2 separate regions of the Mus musculus genome follow, and region 1 is linked to region 2. A link is a contact called in public HiChIP or PLAC-seq data. All regions are on one chromosome and are shown on one strand. Each heading gives the region's core, a stretch centred on a gene start, on an enhancer-like site or on the middle of the called end of the contact. The rest is flanking DNA. Distances are from core to core; before and after follow the strand shown.

What was found. HiChIP or PLAC-seq counts read pairs in DNA pulled down with a chosen protein or histone mark.
Region 1: a contact with region 2 is called in a FOXA1 HiChIP or PLAC-seq map of pancreatic cancer cells. The contact joins the enhancer-like site here to the promoter of Mtg2 in region 2. A contact is called at or near these places in 5 of 39 promoter capture datasets (embryonic stem cells, erythroid cells, hippocampal neurons and 2 more), 3 of 484 Hi-C or Micro-C datasets (Sertoli cells, myocytes and nephron progenitors), 1 of 115 datasets of contacts at active chromatin or transcription factors (pancreatic cancer cells) and 3 of 9 other capture datasets (adipose tissue, liver and pancreatic islet).

Annotation. Positions count from the first base shown.
Region 1 is chr2:180,339,225-180,343,948 of GRCm38.p6, reverse strand. All of the region lies in intron 1 of Gm52543 (a long non-coding RNA gene), which reads left to right. Gata5os (GATA binding protein 5, opposite strand) reads right to left here. Exons shown (of 5, transcript NR_045877.1): 4 at 4,583-4,724; 5 at 3,217-4,141. Among named protein-coding and RNA genes, the nearest start is that of Gm52543, 4.9 kb to the left of the region's middle. Within about 2 kb of position 1,493, at least 13 of the 459 cell types and tissues checked have an H3K27ac peak or open chromatin away from gene starts, as enhancers often do. A contact at or near this core is called in pancreatic cancer cells, where this site is marked.
Region 2 is chr2:180,068,470-180,073,212 of GRCm38.p6, reverse strand. Mtg2 (mitochondrial ribosome associated GTPase 2) reads right to left here and starts at 2,620. Exons shown (of 10, transcript NM_181424.3): 1 at 2,598-2,620; 2 at 1,327-1,419; 3 at 1-73. Ss18l1 (SS18, nBAF chromatin remodeling complex subunit like 1) reads right to left here. Exons shown (of 11, transcript NM_178750.5): 11 at 3,012-4,743.

The DNA.
Region 1 (4,724 bases), core at 244-2,743, 270 kb before region 2:
GATCACAATCCCATCCCACCAAAATCCTTTACTCAGCCAGGTCTGGAAGGGCTGCCATGAGGACACTGAGGCAAGATCTGCCCTAACGTCAGCAGAAAAGAAGTATCTCTGAAGCCAGGCTACAAAATCAGCTCGCTCAGATCTGGGAGCAGTTTCCCAGAGCATGACTGGCCACTGCCTCCTGGGAACTGTGCCTAGCAGGCTATGTATGCCTCAGCAGGAATCTTCATCCAGGCTGTACTTCCTATGAAATGAGAGTCCCATGTGCAAGGGACAGCCTCCGCTGCTTACTCTCCTACCCTGGGACTCAGCTTCCCCTGAAGTAGCAAATGAGTGATAAGGGGTAGGAGGTCCAAGTGGTGGCTCAGAGCCAGCCCAGGCCGTCCTTTGTGGAAGACCTACCTGGCTCAGCTGCAGGGAAGGGTAGGGATCTTAGGAGCTCTAGGGAACCAGCTGGGATGCTGGGCCATCACCCTGACTTTATGGCTGGGTGATCAGTGAGTCACCACCTGTTCCAGGCTGTACCATGCGCCACCTCTCAGGGAGGACCCTCGCCCTCCTGCTCCAACCCACCCGCGCCCAATTGCCAAGACAAGCCCTCCATTCCATCTGCATTTGGGGTGCCGCAAAGGTCAGAGCCGTCTGTGCCGGGAAACGCCTTCTCACTGCCGTGGCCCAGGCTCAAAGTCCACGGCTGCCTGTTTGCTGTGCCAGGGCATTTTCCTGGGAGGTGTCGGTTCTGGCAGAAGAGGCAGAAGCCTACAGGCAACGATGAGTAGAAACCAAGTACGGGATCTAAAAAGACCCAGATGAGATCCACAGAATGGGCAAAGGGGCTCTCAGTCTATGGGCAGTGGGGTAGCTGATGTAAAAAGGCTTTACCCATGCAAATGGTGAAAAACACAGCTAGCCCTGCTTCCTTGCCAACCCTGCGTCCTCCAGCATTTTGGAAGGGACCCGATAGCCTTTACTAGACAGCACAAGCTGCTGCCATCCACAGAAAGCCCATTTGTGGGAAATCTATCAATGTTTCCATGCAAGTGTATAGAAACATGGCTACAGAAAAGGAGGGGTTAATTCTACCTTGGACTCCTTCCATCTGGATCCCACGGGGCTGGGCCTGGATGTCTAACTGAGACCAGAGGATTATCAGTGGGAACAGTTCTATAGGGTTTCACCAAAGCAGAAGCAGTTATCAGGCTACAGGCAAAGCCAACAGAGGAAAGACTCACCCTTCCACTCCCTACAACCAAGTGTCTCCTCCCAGCAGATCCTCTGTGAATCCCCTGCCAGGCTCATTTACACAGAACAAGCTTCTCTTCCTGAATGGATGGAATGAACCCTACCACCAGCGCCTGTCATTTTTCAGTCCCTGAGAGGACAAAGGAATAGAGGCCTTCAGCAGGAACCAGACTTCAGAGGAGACAAATTGACAGATCCAGCACAACTTCCACCCAGGGCACCAGACAGCCCTGCCCTGAGCAGAAGCAGCTCCAGGGCAAGGTGAATCACATTTTCCATTTCCAGCTCTGGGGACACAGTCTGTGTGGCATGGCCCAGAGAGACTTGCAGTCCTGCTCAAGTCCTGCAGCAAGTGGTCCAAGCTGCAGAGACCGAGACAGGACGCTTTGAAAAGGGGAAGTCTCATCAGGAGAGATTTGCCTTCTCAGTGAGATGTCTGAGCAGAGGTTGCATCAAAGGAGTCCCATGGGAAAAAGCAGGCAGCAAGGAATGGTGGGGCTTTGCAGGGCAAAGAGTGGCCTCTCAGGTTGCTACAGTCATGGCTACCAGCTTGGGGGGGGGGGGTTGTTTGTTTATTTGTTTGCTTTGTCTTGTTCTGTTTCACACGGCTGAAACTAGCATTGACTTTTCCAAGAAGCCCAGGATGATCTCAAACTTCCGGTCCTTCCTCTGCCACCTCCCAAGTGCTAGGGATCTCACAGTCCTTGGTTTTGATATTTTTATTTTCTCATAAACCTTTCCAGTTTTTAAAGCAAAGTGGAGCACCTATCATGACTGCCTGTTTGCAAACTAGCCTAAGCAACAGCACGGAGGCATTCCCCAAGCAAGGTACAGGAATGGGTGGGCTTCTCTGCCTCACAAAGACCCCTACAGTCTAAAAAGGCAAAACTCCCTGTCCCTCTCCCCACAGCCCTCCCCACCATGACACCTGCGTTTACCTCCCTGTGCCACCACACACCTTCACCTCCCATGAGGTTCAGGAGGTGCTCGATACTTCTGTGTGCTCACTGGGTGTTGCCACACACACACACACACACACACACACACACACACAAGCGTAGAAAGACTCTAGGAAAGAAAAGCTTGCTCACCCTGGGCCATAGCAGAGACAGTGGTCCCCAGTGAACACGCTGGGTGCCGGGCATTCCTCTCAGCACCCAGAGCCACCAGCTAGAGAAGCCAGGCCACCCGGGGGGGGGGGCTCTTTCTGCTTGAGCCCCAACTGACAGCTGGTGTCAGCGCTGGCGCCACCATGTCAGTGGGATGGGCCCGTTCTTCAGCTAGCAAGATGCCAAAAGCTCGCTTATCTCTCCTCCAAAGGAAGCTGCACCAGGCAGGGGCTCCAGGCCTACGGGAGGTGGGAGGACCAGGTTTTCTAGTAAGATTCATCTGCAGAAAACTGTTTTGTAGATTTCCAGTTGCAGCTGTAGCTGCTGGTGAGAAATTCCTCCTCAGGAGAAAGGCAACTTCCAGACAGGGTTCAGAGGCAGGCACAGCCTGGGACAGACTCTAATGGTGGCTGGGCAAGGCAGACATCATGGAGAACAGTCAGGGAGAAATGACTACCAGTCTGTCAGCCCTGGAGGTGGAATCACAACCAGGCGACTACTTAGTGAGTCCTGGGTAGGCTGGATGCACGAACTGGGGCTGCTCTGAGGACATGAATGGCCCAGTGCTCTTGCCTGAGAGTTCAGCAAAGAGCTTGGCGGCTCAGCTCTGTATCCTCCCTCCCAAACCTCTACATGATGGAGCTCAGACAGAAAGTGAAGCCACAAGAGGGCTTAGGGCACTTCTCACTGAGTGTCAAAGACAATATGCTCCCTCTCTGTTCAGGCTGGCAGGCCAGTCTGCCTGGCAAACCCTGGCTCAAGCACATTCTCTCTCTCTCTCTCTCTTTCATTATGTGCTTTGTGTGACTTTTACAATGTCTACAGGCAAACCATATAAGAACACTCCCTCCCCTCATCTTTCTTACCCAGGTATCCACACACTGTTTATTTTAAAAGAAATAATATGTATATACATAGACACATATACATATAATATATATATGCACATATAATCCAGTCACATATGTACACACACATGTGTTCTCTCACAAGGATACACAATCACCTATGTGTGCTGCTTGTACATGTACATTCACATGCCCACACACACATATGTCCAGACTCACATGAATGCACGTCTGTAGACACACACACACATTCTCAACACACACACTCATATTCATTTAACACACTCATATCTACACACTCAGACATACACTCTCTCACACACTCTCTCTCTCATACACACACACACACTCTCTCACAACACATTCTCAGTCACACACACTCTCACAAACACTCACACACTTACACACACATTCTCAGTCACACATACACACACACATTCTCAGTCTCCTCTCTCTCTCTCTCTCTCTCTCTCTCACACACACACACACACACAGAGTTAAAATGAGAATAAAAGGCAGGCATCTGTCCCTCAGCCAATCAACCACCCTTCTTCTATCTAGACTACTCGGCGCTTCGGAAACCTTTTAACTTCCTCGGGTTCACATCCCAAATCTCCACCAACAGGAGTTGGTTGATGGCTTCTGACACTTCCGGAGTCAGTACACTAAGCAGACACAACCAAAATACGATAAACCCCTGCTCCTGGCCCTGGGGACTGTGGTCTTGAGGGACAGGAGTTGGTGGGCTGTCCTCCTCCACAGACCTGGAAAAAAGCAACGAGGCTCCCAACAGACATCGTGGAGCCTCCTTAAAGCACGCAGAAGTTCAACGCCCAGTACAACTTCAGTCAGGAGCCCGAGTCCCTCTGTGTAGAATTCTTGGGGAATAAAGTGGGAGGCGATCAGAAGGCTGTAGCTTCCTCGGCTCCTTCACAGATGAGGCTAAAAGCAGAGAAAAGAGAGAGGGGGGAAGGGAGGAGGGAGGGGACGGAAAGAAATATTTACAGATAAGAGAAGGCTGAAGTACCCTGTGTACTATGTGGCTAGCACCACTCTGAGCGCTTGCCCATTGCCTGGCTGCACTCAGATCTGTACCCCTTCTCCCCTCCCCCTAGCCGGACCAGCTCCAGGTCTAGCCAAGTAAACCTGCCCAGAAGATTTAGTAAGGTCAAGAAGTAGAGGAGGCGGCTTGAGTCCTTTCCACCAGGAACAACCTGACTCAACTCACATAGTCTGCCTTGCCACAGCCTGGCAATGCCCAACCCAGCCCTGCATAGGCCAGTACAGGCCAGCACAGGCCAGCTGATCACCCCCAGACACTTGAACATAAAAGTGGGAGAGTCAAATCCATTTACATTATAAGTTATCGCCAAGGGTACTCACCAGCCCTCTTTGCATCCCTGGGATAGTCTCTGAGCACCTGGCAAAACCTGTCTCTCACTGTGGGGAGACAGGGGGTCCTTGATAACTGTGGGGGACAGAGGATGCTCACTGGGGTAGTCCAGTTGACATGTGGGCTCAAGGT
Region 2 (4,743 bases), core at 1,371-3,870:
GGAGGAAAGAGTGTTGTAGGAACGTGGTGGGTGGCTCTGCTCTGGGCACCTGCTGGCACACCGGCGGCTAGACCTGTAAGGCACAGGCTGTCACTGTCAGCTGGTTTGGCACTGGTGGAGCCAAACGGAAAGGTTAGGAACAGCTGCACAGCCACCTGGCGTCCTGACACAGACTTGGGTCTGCTTTGGCTCCTTTCCTTCTTTCTGTGTTTCCTGTGGGTTTTTTTTTTTTTTTTTCTTTTGGTGGCGGTGGGGGGGTTGGTTTGAGGACAACAAGGTCTCACCATATAGCCTTGGCAGGTCATGGAAAACTGCTTGCTTCCACCTCTAAGTGTGGAGACCAAAGGTGTACGCTGCCACAGTCTGCTCCTCACCCCACTTTCAGTTTGTGTGTCTGCTCTTTGAGATGGGCGGCTCCCTGCCAGGGAGCAAACGAAACCTCTTTCCCGTCGTCGCTGTTCTCTCTCATTGCTTACCTAACGCAATCTCTGCACTGTCCCATCTAGTGTCTACAGCCACCCGGGACTGATAAAGTTAAAATGAATTAAAATCCAGCTGAGGAGATGACTCGGTGGGCAAGAATGCTTGTGGTGTAACCTGCAACCGTGCACACTACACGGAGGCTGAGATGGCAAGATCCAGACTCAGGGAGAAACCTGGCCTCAAGGGAATGAGAAAGAGTGCTAGAGGACACCTAATGCCCTCTTACCTGTACATGTGCACGTGTGTGCATCTGCACACTCACATGCATGGGCATGCACACTCACCAGAGTAAATAAAGCCCAAGTACCTAGTTCTTCAGTGCTACAGGCCACTCAGGGCTAAACCAGGAAATACAGACTAGGATACTGCCATCACAGAAAGTCCTAGTGGGTAGGGTCTACCCACAGCACACTGTAGAGGGAGCCTAGGAGGGCATCCTCACTTTCTGTCTAACTGTGCCTTTGCTGGGCCAATGAAGAGAGTCAGAGCCTGGAGCCTGAGAGCCAAGATGCTTTAAGGCTGTACAGCAAGGCTTTCATGTATGGGGAATTCCACGGTGCTACCGTGTGAGAGGGCCACTGCTGCTATACAGGATGCTAAGCTCCCGGCTACTGTCCACAAGAGGTGTGTCCAGGAACCTTCCGCACTAGTTTCACAGTGAACCGATTGATCTGATTGTGTAGCTGGCACTAGAGACATGTGCCAAGATGTCTTCAATGAGAAAGAAGAAAGCACTGTGGAAGAGGGGTGTAGCTCAGTTGGTAGAATGCCTACCGACCTAGCATGCACAAAGCCCTGGGGTTGACCCCTGGAATCACATAATCCAGGCATGCCACCACTTACTCAGGAGGTGGAGGTAGGAAGGTCAGAAGTTCAAGGTCATCTTCTACTACTTAGCAAGTTCAAGGCCAGCCAGGGAGCCAGACACATGCAAACCTGTCTTAAAAAAAGAGAAAGGGGGAAAAAAAAAAGCATTCTTGAGGAATGTTTTCATTTCTTCAGTGTTATTCTTTTATAGGCTAAGCACAATTGGTTAACAGTATTCACAGTTAACTAACTTAATTCTAAGCATTCCATTTTCACTTTGCTACCGGATATTAAATCCCACGCGGGCATTACTGTTTCTGCTACATACTTTTACACTTCATTACATATGTTTGTGATCTACTTCGTTCTTCATGTGGAAAACATTTAGAAACTGGAGTATCATTTTGTCACCTGACAACTCACATTACATGGTTTTTACTTAATTATATGCCATTCACGGGGGTGGGGGTAAGTGTTCCTGCTGTGTGCGGTGGCAGATGCACTCCGGAAGCCAGACAGGCATCTGGGTGCCAGGCCAGCAAGGGAGAGCCTGTCTCAAAAACAAAATAAAGCACGCGTTCAACAACGCTGCTGTCTGGGTGCCTGCCCTATGGGGCCTTGTGGGACAGACTGACTGGAGGGACAGCTGCCACCTCCCACCCAATCCCCGACCCAGCACTCAAGGTCCCAGACTGGTTCACATGCAGGCAGGGAAACCTCCCGACAGCTCCGAAACTGTTCCATGCTGGTCCTTTAGATTTCTGAGTAGGAACAAGGCCATTTGCTCGCACCCCAGGCGCATCTCTACCGATCCTTAGTGTGCAGAATGCTTCTTTACCTCATCTTTAAAAGAATGCCTCTACAAAGCCGCGGAGGCGGGGACTCAGGAAGACTCAACTGCCCATAGTTAGGCGACACACTGCGGCGCCTGCATCTTAACAGGTGAGCCTCTACCCTAGTAGCGCATCCATAAAGGCTTTCCAAAAGAGCTGGGCAAGGGGACGTTTCTGCCATTGTTTTCTGTTCATGGTCTCACTATGTGGCCTAGGCGGGCCTCGAACTCCTAGAAATCCACCTGTCTCATCTGGGAAGCTGCGCTTACAAGCGTGCGCCATCACGCTCAAGCTAAGGCGAGAGCGAGTCTTTCAGAAACCAACTTTACGGCGATCAGGCCGGACGGGCTCTCCTCATTAGAGCCACCGCACACAGAGAGAGATCCCGCCCAGTCATCCCGCCCGCCGCCTGCCGCCGGAGAACGCACACCCGTGCAATGCCGCCCGCACCCACCCGCTCCCGACAGCTCCCACCTCCGCTCGCTCGACTGGTTCCGGGTCGGGCTCTGGCCGCGCACGCGCAGTGCAGCAGCAAACCGGAAGGCGAGGCACCGCCCCCCGAATCCCGTGGTCTCTGTGGCTCCAAAGCCAAAGTCTGGGCACCAAGGAAGCTGAGCAGAAGGATCGCCGTGAATTCCTGCCCAGCCTGAGACACACAGTGATCCTGTCTCACAAAACCAGGAAAAAGCCAGGTGCCGGGTCGCACGCTTTTAATTCCAGTCTCGGGAAAAAGAGGCCGGGAATGTCTGAGAGTCACATAGGTTTGTACAGTGCGCCTCCGTCTAACCAACCAACCAAACAAGGGTGAAAATGATAGGGTGTTTAAAAACTGTACTTCGTTCACAAATAACAAGACAGACGTAACATGCTCAATAAACAGAAATGAGGTAATGGCTAAAAAAGTGTTTTAATGGAAATGGAAAGTCTTCCTCTTTTTACAAGTTTGAACGGACACTCAGTCACTGAAGCCCACGTCTGAGAACAGGTACAACAGGAAAGGAAAACACCTCCTTTCTGGGCCAGGCCTGTGTCTGCCCAGTGCCTCTGCGGACATCTCCCATCTCCCACTGTGCTATATGCTAAGTCTGCAGAGATGTCCATCCACCCATAGCCCCTGACAAGCGCAGCGCGTAGTGGTCAGCACATCTGAAAACCCCAGTCCTCAGTGGTCAAGTTCACCAAGTATTGAACGGATGCTGGGAAACAGGAGGAAGAATGAGCAGCGATTTCCAAATCTCCCTTTGCATCTTTTCTGGCCTTCAGTAGGAGGAACCATTGAAAACAAAACACAGTCAACCACACCTGCACGAAGGGTTCATTTCAGCCTAGGACTTTTCAAACATTCATGTTACAGAAGAAAAGCTATAATACAGGCAATGAAAAAGACTGGCATCACTTTCCCCCACAAAATTACATAAAAATCAATAAAACATTAAATAAACAATATTAATCATTAAATATATTAACACCAAAATCAGGTATAAATTAGGAAATAAATGTACAAACTATTTCACAAAGTGCTTTTAAAAATATATACACAACATTCAAGAAATTCTTAATGTAAGACATTTCAAATTGAACTTTTGGGGTGATACATATTTTAAGTGTTCTTTTCTTTCAAAAAGTATTAACACACACTAACACAGCACTTTACATATACACACACACATACACACTAATACAGCACTTTAACATACACACATATATATACACACATACACACACATACATACACACACACACACACACACACACGTACACACTTGCACATGTATGCATACATAAAAGGCATATTCCCAGATTGGCAAGGAATAAAAACCATTTCACAGTTACTTAAAATGTTTCGACATTTTCAATGGGATATTTAGCCCCCAAGTGAGCTTGTAGGCTAGTTTTATAAAAATTGCCAGAAAGGGAAGGAGCTAAAGAGATGATGAGTCCCTAAAATCAAGTTGCTAATACTTCTGCCATGTAGCGATCAGAAACTTGTTTCTGTAAAGTTAAAGCCGTCATGTAGTCAGCCCTTGCCTGTGTGTTTCCTAAACCCTGTGCCTATGAGACACATATGCCCATGGTTGTTGATAATGGTCCCAAGGAGAGGGAGAATGTCCTAGAGTAAGACGGCAGCCGACACAGACAAGTCCTTTGATCCGGCCCTTGATTCTCCTGTAAGTAAATGGAGCTTGCACTGTAAGTTCCAGCAAGACTGTCAAGATTAATTCAAGCAAACTCCACAAAGGTGCCTTACTACTGAGCTACAGGTAAGTTTTATATTTTAAAAACTATCAGCTGAAAACAGATGTGGTGGTGCATGCCCGTGGTCTCAGTACCCGGGAGTGGAGGCTGGGGGATCATTAAGTTCAGCCTCAGCTATGTAGTGAGTTTGAGGCCAGTCTGGGCTACATATAAGACACAAATAAAGCAAAAGCATCCTGGTGGACAGGTCTGATGTACCAAGCCCTGCATCCTTGGGGATGGTTTTGTATGTTCTTGGTTGTTCTGAGCACTCATCTTCAAGGTTGTTCTTTTCTTCTCATAGTAACATTGTTATTATCTAAATAAATGCTGAAAAATATGCCTGCTGCATTATATGCGGTGTTTTCCTTTGATAGAACCTTTT